2 separate regions of the Macaca mulatta genome follow, and region 2 is linked to region 1. The links are chromatin contacts, called in public Hi-C maps. All regions are on one chromosome and are shown on one strand. The core of a region is the stretch at or near the end of the contact, and the rest is flanking DNA. Distances in the headings are between cores, read along the strand shown. Region 1 holds the start of FSIP1 (fibrous sheath interacting protein 1). Region 2 holds the start of GPR176 (G protein-coupled receptor 176).

Region 1 (2,700 bases), core at 29-2,528:
AGAATTAGGATACTTTCTCCTTTTTTCTTCATTTTGCAACTTTTTTTCTTTTGAGATTTGGAAAGCCACATAAATTCCCTGAGAAATGCTGGGAAGAAATCCCTGCACAGAAACACTAACAATGAGGACAGTGAGGCTGGAACCAGGTTTACCACGGGAAGCAGTAGGTAGGAGTGGAGGTCAGAGAGCCAACGGAAAGCCTTATCATTCAGAGATGATGTCTGCGTGGACCTGAATGGAAGCACTGAACTTCTGACGAGTGTTTGGATTCTGGATATATTCTGAATGCTGAGCTGATAGGACGAATTGACTGTAAAGTGTGAGAGGAAGAGGAATTGAGGACAACTCCAAGGTTTTTGGTTTAGGCATGACAGGATGAAATTACCATTTGCTGAGATGGATAGAGTGGGTGGGGACTCTGGAGAAGTTGTTTTTTCCTGTGTTAAGTTTGAGATGTTTACACATCTAAGTGGATATGTCAAATAGGCAGTTAGGTAAAGGAGTCTGGAGTTCAGGGAAGTCTGGGCTGGTGATAAGATGCAGGATTCAGGAGCATAGGGAAGACATTTACAGCCAGGTTTTTAATATCCAGCACTGGCCTAGACCGCAGCTGTGTTCTTTCGGCAACTCAACCTATGACTATTTGCTTCGCTGAAGAAAACCACATCTTATCTAGTTAAAACAATGAGGACAAAGGAGCCATGAATGCGAAAATGCTCTGTAAACGGTAACGTGCTGGGAAGCAGGAGAAATCTGATGGCACTGGAGGTGAGGAAAATCAGTTTGTGGACGTAGGGAAATAATTTTCGTGCACTGAGAATTAGAGGAACTGAGAAATGAAAGAAGGTGCAACAAGCAATTATAACTTTTTGGACTGTAGCCAAATCTGTGCAAAACGAATATTTTTAAAATTTCCATAGCACCCCAAATTTACTAGAGCTTCACATACATGGTCTTTTTGAGTTGCACAAGTCTTGTGAGAAGAGAATTATTATTGTTCCCATTTTGCGGAGGGGGAAACTGCTCGGAGAGAATAGCTGACCTGTAAGGCATCACAGCAACCTGAGGGACAGAGATACACAAGCATTCAGACGTCCCCATTCCGAATCCAACCTAAAGACGAACAAATCGCTCCCCACGCCCACGGTCGGCCGCGAAGACGGAGGGACACACCCAGGCCGCCCAGCTCGCGGACCTCCAGCAGCAGCCGGCCCCCGTCCCATTTCCGGATGGTACAGCCCTTTCCCCTATCGCGAGACCGCAAGCGTCGCGCATCTGGTTGCCAGAGAAACAGCGGTGCTACGGGCGGGAGGGCTTTGAACTGGCGGCTTCTTCCACCACCAGAGAGGCTGAGGTGGCGGGAGAGATCCCTCTTCTCTGTGGGGAAGTGGCTGGCTCGGCGAGTGTCGGCGGCGCGCTTCTGCGGCCGTCTGCGCTCTGACTGCCGGCGGCCAGTTCCTCGAGGAGGCCCGGCGAGAAGGTGAGGGGCCGCGCAGACGAGGGCGGAGCTCGGTCGCGGGGCGGTGCGCCGAGGAGTGGGCGGGGTGGAGGTGCATCGGGCCGCTTGGCTCGTAGATGGACTGTCAGTGAGAGCGGACATGGCCAATGAGAGGGCGGGGGCGGGCTTATTGGGGGCGGGGCCCCAAGGGCTTCTGCCTCCGCGGAGGCTGTTTCTCCAGGAATCACCTAACATTAGGACCTGTAACCAACCAAGGCTTCCACTTTCCCGAGATCTAGATCTTCCCACCAAGATCTATAACTGATCACCAGCCATTTAAACTAGACCCTAAACGGTAAAGGATGCAAATAGGCATTTCACAGGTAAAATAAAAAGATGCAAACAGCAAACAATTGATTAGAGACTCAACTTTTCTCGTGAAGAAATGTAAACCAAATTCACAGATACCTTTTACACCTCTCAGACTGGAGAAGATGAAACAACTTTGACATAATCAGATGGGCCCCAGTCCACTGTTGGGGAAGTAGTGTAATTTGGTGCAGCCTTTTTGGAGTACAATTTGGCGAACTACCAAAATTTGAAACATAATTGTTCTTTGACTCAGCAATTCTAATTTATTTTATGGATGTATTACCATAGCTAAAGAAATATTGGCACAAAGATATTAACTTACAATTGAGGTATAACTTATGGTAAGCCTCACCCATTTAATCTAAAGTTCTATGAGTTTTGACAAATGCATACAGTTATGTAATTACCAGCCACCACAATCAGAATATGGAAGTTTCGTCATGAACCCCAAATTCCCTAGTGCTCTTTGTAGTTAACCCCTCCCCTAACCCTATTGCTGGCAACCACTTAGTTTTTTGTTCCTGTAATTTTGCCCATTCCAGACTGTCATATTGATGGAAACAAACACCCTGTGGCCTTTTGAATCAGGTTTCTTTCAGCTTAGCATCATGCATCATGCTATTCACTCATGTTCTGTGTATCTGTTGTTTGTTCCTTTATGTTGCTAATAGTGAGAGATGAAGCCGGCTGGGCTTCTGGGTTGGTTGGGGACTTGGAGAACTTTTCTGTCTAGCTAAAGGATTGTAAACACACCAATCAGTGCTCTGTGTCTAGCTAAAGGATTGTAAATGCACCAATCAGCACTCTGTAAAAATGCACCAATCAGCACTCTATGTCTAGCTAAAGGTTTGTAAACACACCAATCAGCACTCTGTAAAAACGGACCAATC
Region 2 (2,700 bases), core at 144-2,643, 140 kb before region 1:
CCCTTCCTCAATGAGTATGCTGGATGTTGGTGAATTATTATAATTTTTGGTTTCTAATGATTATAGTGTAAAGGGTTTCATCTTGAAAACTATATTTGGACTCTTGGAACCAATGTTAACCACTGGTAATGGCGTTCTTGGGGGAAAAATACAATTAGTGTAATTAGTAATTTTCTGTCTTTTTCTCTCTCCCCTTTTCGGTCTCCAAAATGTTTAAAATAATTCTCACATAGATTACTATGTGAAGATATTGTGAGACTCCAAATATGTACAAGACACGGATTTTTTTACCCTTTCAAGAGTAAATAAGGGTTACCAGTGAAAAGGAAATAGCCATATTATACCAGGACCATCCTTGGGGCAACCAAGGAATAACTGTAATTTTAATCAATTCTTGAGTTACTGTCCTTTGTCCCAGTCCCATAATCAACATGTCAAAGTCTTCTACCATGTACTTCACTTATTAAAAAGAAATGAGTTTCCATAAAGTCGACCATGCATCTTTTTTCTCTTTACCCCAGATCCTCTCTCTGCATCCATACAGTTTCCTCTCCCACTTGGCATCTCTTACTTTACTATTTCTTCTTGTTTACTTGACTATCCCAGCTCCCAACCTTTTCTGTCCTGGAATCCACTAGGCCTGGGTTATATTGTGTACATTTTACAAATGATATTCAATAAAAAGGCCCAGAAAACCATGCACTGAGTTTCTATATTTCATTTTTCTTAAATGCTCCAGCTACACCCAAGGCCTGACTGAGGGGCCGGGAGACTGGGCTTCCTGCCCAGGTGGCAGGGACGTGTAATTCTAAGACCGCAGGCAGCCCCTGCTGACGAGATACAGAGAAGTAACGACAGTTAATAGTAAATGGAACGAAGCTCCGGGAGGTGTAGCGAGCGTGTCCACGACAGCCAGTCACGGATCCTCCGGCCACCCACGCTTCCAGCCGAGACAGTCACGCTCCGCGGGGCCAAGATGGCGCCCTCCCCGCGGCAGCCTGGGCGCGAGAGGCGAGGCCGCGAGTGCCACGTGACCATCCTCGCCAGCCGCGCGTCCCCGGCTGCCCCAGGCGCGCACCAAGAGTCTAGCAGCCGCGCAGACGGTGCCACTGCCCCGCTGGGGGCGTCCTCCCTCTTCCCCGCCTGGCTGTCAAGCTCTGTTCTAGCGGCCGAGGGCCCGAAGGGGGATAGGAAAGGGGGCGCCCAGCCATGCAGAGGCAAAAAGGCGCTGCGGAACGGGGTCCCCGCTGCCGGTGCTGAGGCAGGAGGTCGGAGCCCCCAGTGAGGGGCTGGGAAGCAGGACCCAGCACGGGCGTCTTGTCGGGAGGCTGGGCGCGCAGGGCCAGGCTGCTGTGGGCACTCAGGGCTTTCCGCCCAAGCCATGGGCGCTGTCGGGCACTCGGGGGTCCCCTCGTGGCTCCGGCCACTCGGCGTGGGCATTTCGTTGGCTTCACATCGCCATCCAGCTTCGAAGCCAGCAGGACTGAAAAATAGCTTCGGCCAAACGTTCTCCTCCCGCTGAGGAGAGGGGCCCAGTGCGTCAGCCCGAGGGGACTGGAGAGGGATGCCCTAGCCCTCGGGGGGCGGAGGACCCGCGGTTGAAGGAGGCAGCGGGAGCGGAGAGCGCCCTCCTTGAGCATCGAATGCCTCCTTCTGTGTTTCCATTCCTGCCGAGTGGGCTGGGCCACGCTGACCACCCTGGAGGAGGGACGGACGACGCTCGGCGGGCTCTGACCGTGCTGCCTTCATGTGGCTGCTGACGGGGATCCAGGAGGGAGTGGGCATGGGGCGCAGCCGCTCCTCCCTCCCTCCCCGCCTCCTGGGCGCCGGGGTTGGCGATGTGGAGACGTGAGGGGACCCGTCGGCTGCCCCGGCTCCTCCAGGACTCCACCAGGCGCCCGCGCGTCCCTCCTCACCCGGAGGAGGAGAGGCTCCGCGCGGGGCTCCGAGGCGGGCGGCGCGCGGAGCCGGAGTCTCAGCCTCGCCATGGGACATAACGGGAGCTGGATCTCTCCAAACGCCAGCGAGCCGCACAACGCGTCCGGCGCCGAGGCTGCTGGCGTGAACCGCAGCGCGCTCGGGAAGTTCGGCGAGGCGCAGCTGTACCGCCAGTTCACCACCACCGTGCAGGTCGTCATCTTCATAGGCTCGCTGCTCGGTAAGCCTCCCGCGGGGTGCCTCCGGCCCGGGCCTCCCCGAGGGTACAGGCTCGGAGAGCCGGGAGCAGGGCCGCCCAGCCACCGTGGGTTTCGGGTGCCTGGCAAAGTGCAGAGTTGGAGGAGGCTTAAGGATCCCGGGTAGCTGCAGTGTAGTTAAGCGGGGACGGTGGACTCCAGCCTCCACGCGGGAGCAGAAGAGTTCCAACAGGGCTTCCTCGTGGCCCGAGGATGGAGCGGGATCCAGGCGGGGGTCCCCCTCCTCAGATGGCCCTCGCGGAACGCTCCTGGGTGCCCGGCTGGCTTCAGCTCTTGTTTACAAATAGCGAGGAATAAAGATCCTGTGGGAATTTGTTACTGATGATTGAAAGGAGTGTTACCCATTCTGTTAAAGATGTTTTGCCATCCCATCTTTCCATATATATATCGAAATAATAATATATACGATTATTTTGATAGACCCTTATTCTGTGCATGTTTTACGGCGTGCTTCTTCAGAACACCGACCTGCTGGTAAACAACCCTGTGAAGTTAAGCTGTATGT

The links. Hi-C and Micro-C count contacts between places; a contact is called where the count stands out from the background.
Region 2: a contact with region 1 is called in a Hi-C map of fetal cortex germinal zone, with 3 times the contacts expected there. The contact joins the promoter of GPR176 here to the promoter of FSIP1 in region 1. A contact is called at or near these places in 5 of 14 Hi-C or Micro-C datasets (blood, cortical neurons, fetal cortex germinal zone and 2 more).

What each region holds. Positions count from the first base shown.
Region 1 is chr7:17,093,481-17,096,180 of T2T-MMU8v2.0, reverse strand. It overlaps FSIP1 (fibrous sheath interacting protein 1), which reads left to right and starts at 1,278. Exons shown (of 12, transcript XM_001092473.5): 1 at 1,278-1,480.
Region 2 is chr7:17,232,149-17,234,848 of T2T-MMU8v2.0, reverse strand. It overlaps GPR176 (G protein-coupled receptor 176), which reads left to right and starts at 1,393. Exons shown (of 3, transcript NM_001266154.1): 1 at 1,393-2,158. The coding sequence starts at 1,987.